Linked DNA regions of Oryctolagus cuniculus: region 1 is linked to region 2. Evidence: chromatin contacts called from public Hi-C data. All regions are on one chromosome and are shown on one strand. Each heading gives the region's core, a stretch centred on a gene start, on an enhancer-like site or on the middle of the called end of the contact. The rest is flanking DNA. Distances are from core to core; before and after follow the strand shown.

The links. Hi-C and Micro-C count contacts between places; a contact is called where the count stands out from the background.
Region 1: a Hi-C map of an unstated tissue shows a contact between it and region 2, with 2.5 times the contacts expected there. The contact joins the enhancer-like site here to the promoter of JAG1 in region 2. A contact is called at or near these places in 3 of 6 Hi-C or Micro-C datasets (ear pinna, psoas muscle and an unstated tissue).

The regions. Positions count from the first base shown.
Region 1 is chr11:36,238,168-36,243,648 of mOryCun1.1, forward strand. No RefSeq gene overlaps it. Among named protein-coding and RNA genes, the nearest start is that of BTBD3, 610 kb to the right of the region's middle. Within about 2 kb of position 3,029, at least 1 of the 8 cell types and tissues checked has an H3K27ac peak or open chromatin away from gene starts, as enhancers often do.
Region 2 is chr11:35,595,387-35,600,841 of mOryCun1.1, forward strand. It overlaps JAG1 (jagged canonical Notch ligand 1), which reads right to left and starts at 3,404. Exons shown (of 26, transcript XM_002710971.5): 1 at 2,907-3,404; 2 at 2,181-2,486. The coding sequence starts at 2,987.

The sequences.
Region 1 (5,481 bases), core at 1,779-4,278, 640 kb after region 2:
TTGATGGGTCACAAAGAAAGAAGAGTTAGGTTGATTCTGCTCTGCTTTGGAAAGATCAGAACTCCAGAAAAAAACTTTTCCTTCATCTTGGAGAGATTCTCTATATGGTGGACAAATGTGTGTGTGTGTGTGTGTGTGTGTGTGTATGGAGAAAGAGAGAGAGAGGGACAGAGAAAGAGAGAGAGATAGGGTGTACCTCTTGGGCTGAGGAGTAGTCTGCTGTGTTGTGGTGGGTTCTGTTTCCACAGAGACAGGACCCAAAACTACCATAGGATATACTCTGGTTCAAGATGCAGTGTCAGGGTGCTCTATTGAGAATCTTAATTGTGCTTGCTCCTCTGCTAAAGTAGAGTCCACCACAGTTCCATGGCAAATAGTTTCTTTTAGGGGAGTATAAGAAGCAGAGTTGGAGTGGTGCTGTGGCTAAGTGGGTTAAGCCATGGCTTGGGATGCCCACAACCCATAATGGAGTGTCTGGGATCAAGTTCACCTCTACTTCTAATCCATCTCCCTGCCAATATGCCTGGGAAGGTAGCAGATGATGGTTCAAGGGCTTAGATCCTGCCACCCTTGTGGGAAACCTAGATGGAGTTTCTGGCTCCTGGCTTTGGCTTGTCCCACCCTGATGGTTGAGGGCATTTGAGGAGTGCACCAGCAGATGAAAGATCTCCTTTCTTCTTTCACTTTCTATCACTCTTCTTTAAGAAAGATTCATATATTTATTTGAAAGGTAGAGTAACTCAGAGAGAGACAAAGGGGGGAGAGATAGATATATATATAGAGAGATCTTCCATCCATTGGTTCACTCCTCAAATAGCTGCACCAGTGGTCAGGGCTAGGCCAATCTGGCCAGGAGCCAGGAGTTTCATCTGGGTCTCCCATGTGGGTGCAGGAGCCCAAGCACTTGGGTGTCTTCTGCTGCTTTCCCAGGCACATTAGTAGTGAGATGAATCAAAAGTGGAGAAGCTGGGACTTGAACCTGCACCCACATTGGATGCTGGCACTGCAGGCTGTGGCTTTAGCTGCTACACCACAGAGCTGGCCCCATCACTCTTCTTTTCAAGTAAATAAATAAACTTTTTAAAAATCAAAAAGAAATACATCTACAGGAACTATGGGAGATGGAAAGTGAGATAATAAAAGGAAAGCAGTGCATGAAGAGTGTTTTATCAGGACCTCAGACTTACTAGGAGCTGCTAGACAGTGGTATGAGGTGACTGACTCAGATTTACCCTACCAAAGTGGCAAAGGAACTTGGATTTGCATAAATTGACTCCTATCACTCATTCACCTAGGGCTGCTCGCAGGGAATTTAAATTTCTGGTCTGCCAGGAATGGCTAATCTGTAGAAAGCCCTTAGGCCAAAAGGAAAGTTGGGTTTCTGTACCCTGAAGAAGTAAGGACAAGGGATAAGATTAGGGTACCCGGTGGGATCTGCTGCAACCAATCCTCAGGGCTGTAACCACTCACTTAGGCTGCCATACAAGTAGCCTTCCCTGGTTTTGCAGCCAGCATCTTTTCTCTGTTGCTCCAATTCCATTTCTGTTCTATTTGCAGTGCAGGAAGAACACACGCTCCTCGACATCAACGCCTGTGCACTACCCTTACCCTTTAGCAGACCATACCATCTCCACAGTGCAAGTAGTGTAGATAGCAGTGAGAATTTACCATGAGTTCATCAATGTCAAAGATTCTCTGGGGAATGGAAGCCAAGGAAAATGACAGTTTCTAGCTCAAAGTCCAATTATCTTCCATGTATAATCACTTCTGTATAAAGATTAGCAGCATCTTTCCCAGATATCACCAGCCAATATTTTTCTCTTTTTCTGTCTCCATTAGATAATATGTCCAAGATGTTCATGTCCCAAACAACTTAACCAAAGATGCTCTCTTCTTGGCAGGCGATGCAGGTGTCATACAACTGAGTTAAAACATTTTCCCCCGAGTTAAAATTTTGATATAATTCAAACATTGATCTGAGGGGCAATTATATATGAGTGAACTTTAATTAGACTATGAAATGAAGTGTGTGTGCAAAAACATGCACACACACACTTCCATGGAAATGATGACCCGGTTTTAACTCTAGTGGTACAAGCGAAGCTGTTGTAAGGCAGGAATGACTTCATCAGGAAATCAGGAAATCCTCATTCAAACTTCCAAATATACAAATAGATGCCTTTTATTCTGCTGTGAATCAAAATGATGCCACGTCCTGTAATTAAGGATGTTATTGACCAGGTTGAAAGGGAGCCAACCTTGTCCTGCTCCTGTTACTATGGCAGTCATGTCGAAGTTCAGCATCTTAAGGCTGATGATCACCTTATTTGGCCAATTTTCAGGAGTTCTATTTCCAGATTTATTTTGAGACAACAGAATTTTCAGTAAGTCTTTACCTTAAATTAGGAGTCATATTAATTTCAGGAGGCCAGATACTCTAGGCAGATGATTTGCATACTCTCGGCAGATTAATTGTATAAGCAAAAATAAAATAGAGAGTAATAGCTGTCAAAAACTAAATTTTAACATAGCAACTTGAGCTAAACTGTCATTGAGTCAAAGAGTTTTTTAAAAGTTGTCACATGCAAATACATGTAATTTATAATGGCTTCTTATTTCTTTCCTGAAGAAATCCATATCTAATCATTAGTCTTTCTAATTATTAACTTCTCAAACTGACCAGGGAACTTACTCCTGGGGGTTCTACACAGGGGCAGGATAAAACAGTCTGCTGAAACTGCCCAGGGAGAGGAGCAGAGCACTGGCACATTTGGAGCAGTAACATACATGCTTCTGACACCAGCGGCTCTGCTCTCATAGACACAAAGAAGGCAGCATGCTACACCCTGCGGCAAAGAGCCTGCGTGCAGTCTTCTCCTTGGGATTTCAGAAGGGGAGCCCTGCCCAATTTTCCCAGCTGCAGGAAAGAAGAAATCACCCTAAATGCTGAGATAATGCCTGAACTTGCAATGCCTTCTGTCCTGCCTTCCAGTCCACCCCCATCAAATTCTACCTTTGTTTTAGGCCATGACTCATGACCTACCCCTCAGTCATCTGTGACTCATAGCAGAGGCCAGATAAACCCAACACTGCACAGCAGGGGTGGGAGAGCTGCAGTGCTTTTTCCTTTCTTATTATTTTTTTGCCTAGTGAGAAAAGTTGGGTCAAATGGTCAAGTGGTGGGAATCGTCTCTGTAGGCCTTTCCCCCCTCAATTCCTTTGCCTTTAATTTGGGGGGAATTCCTGCATTGGGTTGGAGATTTAGCTGAGTATTCTCTTTCGTGGTGACTCAATGTTACTGTGGTTCATGTTTTTACTATAGGGAAAAAAATCTAACCTTCATTGATTGAAGCAAGATCTCCTATTTATATTTTCTTCTTCTATTCCTGTGTATTCTTGCTGTTTTGAAAACTTCTTCGCAGCTGCTCCCATGAAGGTGAGAATTCTTTCCCCACTTCTTAAAACTGGGTTTGGATATGTGGCTTGCTTTGGCCAACAGAATTTTGCACAAGTGATGCAGGGCGAAGGCCTTAAGAGGTCATGCATTCCCCTGCTCCCCCTTTGGCTCCTCTGTTTTTCTGTGATAACAGCCTCAGGCTGGCCAATTGGAAGATGTCAGCCACGTGCAGCAGAGCCAGGTCACCTAGGCATAGGCCATACCAGACTGCAACTAATCCACCCATTGACTACAGAGCAATGAAACCTGCTAACCCTGGTCCAACTGGCACAACTGCTCCAATACTCAGCTGAGCCGTAGCTTCATGGACAATCAAAAACAAAAAACAAGTTACAGCTTTTAAGCATCTAATACTTGTGGTAATAATTAATACTACCTTTCTGCATTTTAACTCAACTGTGTTGTAGCTTAAACAACAGAAATTTAGTTTCTCATGGCTCTGGAGGGCAGACGTCCAAAATGCCAAGGTGTTGGCAGGGCTGGTCTCGTCAGGACCTCTGTCCTTGCTGTGAGGATGACCATTGTTGCCCTGTGTCTTCACATGGCCTTCCCTCTGTGTCCAGTCTTCCTGGGCAGGTCCCACTCTAATGGCCTCATTTGAATGTAGTTACTGATTAAAAGACCGTATCTCCAAACACTGTCACATTCTGAGGTACTGCGGAGGAGGACCTCAACACATGAATTTTGGAAGGCATAATTTAGTTCCTAAGAACAATTTATGCATTGCCTGTTGTCACATTCCTAAAATACAAATGTGATAATATTACTACCTTGCTCCAACTCTTTCTATGGATCTGAATTGTATATACAAATATAATAAAGTTTCATTATTCCTCACTCTTGCTTCCTCTCATTCTACCATCATCTTAACCCAATATCTAAAGCTATCACAAACTTGTTTCTTCTATATCTCTATGACCCATACATATCTGCTACACACAGAGATCTAACGTCTTGCCACTCATCCAATCCTTCCCTAGGTGTAGAATGGCTTTTCCCACAGTAATGTTTGTCAAAATCTCTCTCAATTCCTATAACCTCCAGAAATTCTTCCAGTGTAGTATGCCAAGCAGCGGTAATCCTTTTCAAGTATCCCAGCATTGTTACTGAACTTTTAAAACAATACTTCTGAAACCATTTTGCTGATCAATATTTCTGAAATGAATAAGCATGTGGATTCTTGCCACGAATTCGGAGAAGAATTCTGAATATTGGCTCTAATAAACCAGACGGCATGGTAAATTTTAAGGATTTTATTCAGTGAGAGAAATGCATAGGGGAGTGAGGGCTCTATCTAATGGAGAAGGGGAACTCTAGATCTACACCAAGAGGAGAGCAAGCCAGGAGCCACGTACAGCAAGTGTTTGGTTATGTGTAGCGACAAGCAGCTTAGCACGGGTAGCAAAGCAGAGAACAGAGAGAGCGAGTCGCCCCCGAAGGCACAGAGCAACAAACAAGGACAACAAAGAGTAATAAGGGCGAAGAAGGGAAAAAAAGAGCTGGGCCTACCATGTTCCAGGCCTTTTAACCACTTCCAAAGGGGCATGGTTACATCTGATGGGCAGGTGAGCATACAGTTGGGGTCAGGTAGGGGAATGAGATCACACAGGGGTGTGGTGAAGGCATGGTCTCCCAGCTCACAAACCTAATCAATGCTATCCTATCTGCCTGCCTACATCACTTCTGTATATGTGGTAAAGACCACTCTGATTTCCCTATTACCTTTTCCTGACATACAGCTTCCCTTGCAGCTAAGTGGGGACATGTGACTGGCGTTTTGGCCAGCATGCTATTAATGTATGGCAAATCTCCTCATTAGCTCTCAGCATGCTATTAATGTATGGCAAATCTCCTCATTAGCTCTCAGAAGTATTTAGTGCCTTTCTCCTGTTCTGATATATATTGTGTGAATCATTTCCAAAGCTCCCTTCTTTCTGGATTCAGGATAGTTTCAGCCAAAGGAGAAACTAACTGAAAAGTGCAAGATGGAAAAAAGTGGGAGCCAAGATATTTATCTTTTTCTG
Region 2 (5,455 bases), core at 2,154-4,653:
CTCAGCTACCTAAGTGCTTTCCAGTGGACGCGCACCCCGGAATCATTGTCCCACGTTGCTGGTGGTGGGGTTTCTCCAAGCCACACACGGGAAAACAAACTTGAACGCGGCACCTATACTCCAGTTTCTCTTGGGAAGCAGGGTTTATGTTTCACGGGAGGCCTTTTTGGGGCAGAAGGGTGGCGACTTGTTTGCGAGTGATACATGCATTTGGCCCGACTTCAAAACAACCACACTCTCAGGATTGCCCCAGCAGTCTCCCCCATAGTAGCAAAGCCAAAGAGTCTATTTCATGGTTGGTGACCCGTGAGGCCCCAAACCACAGAAGAGCACCAGCAAATCACCCTGCCCTACCCTCTCACCCCACTTCCGCTCCTCGTCCACTGAGGACCCTCTATCCAGTGTCAGACCCCCTTCTTGGGCCACTTGTCCTCAGCCAGCCTGGCAAGCAAGCCTTCCAGTTTTTCCTGTAAGCCACCTCTGACCCTACTTCATAGAACGAACCTCAGCCAGGCCCGCAGCTTTTTCAAATCACTAACAGGATTCCTTTTATGGTCTTGTGAAAAGCAAGGGGCTCTGGGCTGATCCTCCCAGGGTGGCACCACCTGCAGGCCCCTTCCCCCTAAACTCCAAACACCAGTTCAAGGGCAGTCAGCATTCACACGCGGCTTGGGCCCAGCCAGATTTAAAGGTGGCCAACTTCTGTAGCTTAAAGTTCTCCCTAATAAGGGATTAACAAACAAGATAAACAGTCTTTGTAAAAGTGAAATCCCGCAGCAGAAAACGCTTTCAGAGCTCAGAATTCCACACGCAGCGCGGCGCGTTGTTTATCCACTAATACACATCTAGTGCGACCCATTCCAGGGCATGTTTTTGATTACTGTCTGATGTCACTCAAAGCAGAGAGCATTTCAGAACGCCGGCTCCTGGAAGTGTGGACGTTAACGGCCGCCTTAAGTTTCACGCACACTCTGCCCTCCGCTCCCACAGTTGCGGAGCCACAGCCCCGGCCGGCGGATAGGAGGCAGCAGAGCGCATCCCACCAGAGCACGTGGCGAAAAGCAACCCTCGGGGGCGCCGAGCTCCCCTCCCACCACCCACCCGCCCAGCCCCGGCCCTGGCAATGAGTCACGCCTCCTGGACAGCGGGAGCCCGGCGCAGGGCACACCCCCAACATTTCCCTTTCCTCCCCTTCTGCAATCGCACCCATCTTCCTTCCACCCATTTTGAGATGTTGTAAGGGCCTTGCTGCAGCTTTGCCAGCTGGGCCCGGGCCTCGAGCTCCTCTGGGATGATGGCGGAGGGAGGGGTGGGGGTGGGGGGGAGTTGAAGGTTCACGCACTCGCGCTGCAAGCACTACCTCTAGCGAGCCGCCCCTTGCAAAACCCTTGGCAAGGCCTGCGAACTTTCTGGGGACCGCGCGCCCGCCGGACGAGGGCGTGTGCCCGCCCTTCCCGGGGAAGTTTGCAAACACAGCTGTTCCAGGGCCCGGGAACCGCTGGAAGTGAGGCCACAAGGGCTTCGCCGCGCGGGGGCGGGGGCAGGAAGGGGCCGGCAGGGGGCGGGGGTTCCCGGGCCTGCAGCCCGCGGCGGCCGCCCCCAGGCCCCTCATGCCTCGCCAGGAGAGCGCCCCCGCACCCACCGAGATTTCCAGGGAGCAGCGGGATACGGGCTCCCCCTGCCCCCCAACACACACACACACCCTCCAGGAAGGACACACCCGCCCTCCCGGCCGCTCACGGGAAAAGGGAGAGTGCCAATTTGGACGGCGTTCACAGCCCAGAGCTGCGTCGGCTCGCCCTCCGCGGCGCACCGGGTTTAAGCGGTGAAGTGAATAGATCACCTCCAGGGACCTCCTGGCTCCAGGGGCACGGGGGTGGGGGCCTGTGTGGACTCGGGGACCAGTCGAAACCGGCCTTCCCGGGAGCGTGGCAATCGTTACCCCTTCTGGGGGTGCCCCCTTGGGCGCGCGAGGCAAACACCAGCGGAGATGGGACCCCAACCCCGCAAGTCTTAACTCTCCGAATGGAGTCTCCGCTGCCGGATCCGCCGCCCCGAAAGCCGCGCGCAGGCGGCGCAAAGTTGCAAGGCAAGGGGCTTTTACCTCCGTCCCGCAAAGGCCACGCGGGGCCGGGCGCGCGCGCGCGCCGAGCCCGTGGCGCAGAGAGGGGGCCACTCACCGGCCAGGCGAAACTGAAAGGCAGCACGATGCGGTTGCGGTCGTTGCCGCGGCTGGCTTTGAGGTTGAAGGTGTTGCCCCCGATGACAGGCGTGGACCCCGAGCCGAAGCTGCAGGGGCCCCCGGCCGTGACGCGGGACTGGTACTCCTTGAGGCACACTTTGAAGTACGTGTCACACTCGTCGCGGGTGCACTTGCGGTCCCCCGGGTTGCGGGCACCTCCGCAACAGTTCCCGTTCTGCAGCTCCCCGTTCACGTTCTGCATGGACAGGATCTCCAACTCGAACTGACCCGAGGCGCCGCACACCTGCCGGCGAGCGAGGGAGGCAGGTCAGCGCGGGAGAAAGTTGTTTTCTCGGAGGGTGGAGGCGGCGACTCCCAGCCCGCCCGCCCGCCCGCCCGCCCGGCGAGCCCTCGGCGCCAAGTGAAAATAATTCTGGAAAACTGGCTTCGAGGGCCCAACGTGATTCTGGGGAAGCAAAACGCACAAGTGCGAGGGGAGGGAAAAAAAAAAAAAATCCGACTACGGCCCGGGGAATGTGCCCCCGGCCCAGCCCGGGGCTCCCCAAGGGGTAGCAGGAGCGCTCCCGTCCAGGCGCAGCCTCTCGGGCTCGGGGGGCCGGGCACCCACGGGCTCGTCTCGTCGCCCGCGTCCGGGGCGCCCACGAGGGTAAGGGGTGGGGTGGGGGGGTCGGCCAGGAGGGAGGCCCCGGCGCGAGGCTCCTACCTTGGCTCGCAGGGCACAGAGCAGGGCGAGCAGGAGGCTCAGGGGGCGCCCGGGCCGGCCGCGCGTCCGTGGGGACCGCATCGCTGCGCCGCGCGCCGCGCGCACTGGGGACGCCGCCGCCGCTGCTGCTGCCGCTGCTGCTGCTCGCGCTGCTGCTGCCGCCGGTGCTGCCGTCGCCGCTGCCCCCGCGGCCGCCGCGTCCCGGCTCTAATATACTCCGCCGATTGGAGCATGCACGACTGGAAAACAACACCACTTTTCAAAAGCCCTTTCAGGAGCGGCCCGTTCCAGAAGGCGGAGAGCCCGGCCTCCTTTTATTATTCTGATCGCTTCTTTGAGGCGCTCCCCCTCCTCTTCCACCTCCCGGCTTTCTTTCCTTCGCTCACGCTCCCCTTCTTTTATTATTATGGTTATGCGCAGCCTTTTATTCCCTTTCAGATCAGCTGCATGGGAAGGGGGGGGAGAAGAAGGAGGGAGGAGGAAAAAAAAAAAAAAAAACCCGAGCCTAGCTCGCCGGCCGGCCGGCTGCAGGTAACACAATGACGCGTGCCCGCCTGGCTCTCGGAGAGGGACCCGGAGCGCCGGTCTGGGAGCCGCGGCTCGCGCTGGCCACCTCTACCCAGCACGCGCGGCAAGGCGCATGCGCGCTTATGAATATTCATGAGGGGCCGTGAGTTCTTGGGACACGCCCCTTCCCTCCTGGTGGACGGGGAGGGGGCCGGCGCGGGGAGGAACTTGGAAGGGGCCCGGGGCTCGTGGACGTCCAGGGCCCCCTCCGCAACCCGTGTCCACGGGAGCGCCGGGAAGGGAGAGCGCGCAGCCGCTGCTCCGGGGCGCCGCGGGCGCCCCCCGCTCCTCCACGGGGACCGCGCCCCGGGCCCGTCGGGGCCCCAGGTGTAGGCGCCGCGGTGCTGCCCGAGCGGCCGGAGCGGGACAGCTTCCGCCTTCCGAGCCGCCTGCGTCAGCTGCGGCTTTCGCCCCTGGAGGAGGGCCTGGCCGCCGGGAGCCCGGCCCGCTTCCCGGGAGCGAGCGAGCCGCCCAGAGCGCTCGGCTGGCGGCGGCGAGGCTGGCGCGCTTGCCGCCGTCTGCTCGCCCTTGCGGAGGCGACCTGGGCTTTAGACGCGGCTTGGGAACTTTGGAAAAAACTTGCCCGGAGCCAGGCTGGCCGCAGACTCGAGGGGGAGGCCTCGGCCGCGCCCCTCCCCCTCCCAAATCCGAGTCTGCGGAACCTGCGAGGGCTGCGGGCTTCCTTTGCTAACCGCGGCGAGCGGCGGGCCAGCCGGAGTCCGGTTCAGGCTGGACGAAGGGCTGGCGGAGGTGGAGGTGGAGGTGGGCTTGCACACCTTCCGCGCCGCGCCGCCGGGACCGCAGTGCCCGGTTTGCACCTGTAGGCGGCCTCCGAGCCGCTCGCTGGGTGGCAGGCGGTGGGCCTGGCAGGCACCGTCTCACCGCCCAAGCCGGCCCTGGACTTGGCTTTTCTGGGGGCGGCGGTGGGCACCGATGCTAGGCTCGCCTTGGCAGTGAACAGACGACGCTTTGGGTCGTAAACAAGGGCAAAGGGAACCCTGAGGCTGGGTGAAGACTCAGCCGAGCCCTCTCCCTGTGGATTTGCTGCTGCGCGTGAGGGGAGCTGTTTGGGGAAGCATGGATTTCCCTCGCAGGAAAGTACATCATGAATTCTCAGCCCACTGGACGGTGGATAAAGAATTAGCTTGCACTGGGCATGTGCTGCCAAAATGCCTGATGATTCGGCGGCCAGTTTGGGGCTCGACCCTCCTGGGCTGTGAGGCGTGATGGGTGGCGGCTATAGGGTCAAGGGAAAGCAGTTTCCAACGTGCTGAGTTACTGAAAGAACAGCGGGTGGTCTGTAGTTACCTACTTCCTACGTTTGATGGGGAGCTCGACGTGCACAGTGCCCGATGTCATCTTTATGGGGAATCAAGCAAGGCACTCCTTGACATTGATTCGAGTCTAGGAAGGATGGTGAGGAATCTGCATGTAACAGCCAAACAGAAAAACAAGATGTGCTTAAGAACGGTGCTTTTTTTCATGGTTGAAACGTCCCATCTCGATCGATCCTGAGAAAATGAATCCGTATTTTGGAAGGGTTCATCACTGGTCATGTTAGCAGATGGCAAAGGCAGCAAAAACTTGGGTATTTGGATGTGCCCCGCCCGCCTCCCACCAGTTGTCCCAGATGCATCCAGTTGTTAAGTGCAATCCCAACTAGCTTTGACCGAAGTTTCCAGAAATAGCAGTCTCCCCCACTTCCTATCCCCCAGCTCACTTCTACACCCAGAACCCCTATGTTAGAGCGCTAGTACAAAATGTGCTGGGGGGAGGGGGGAGAACAAATCACAAAGAAAGCTGCTGTGGTCCTGAAATGCACATTCTTTGCATTTTAAGGAAATGCATGGTTCCTTCTGAATGCAATTCTGTACCTACGCTTCTCAGGAAGTAGGGAATGGAGCCTTGTGTTTAGTTGAAGAGTGTATACCCAGCCACCTGGCTTAGCCTGGGAGGCCGCCTTGGATAGCAATCTTGAGTTA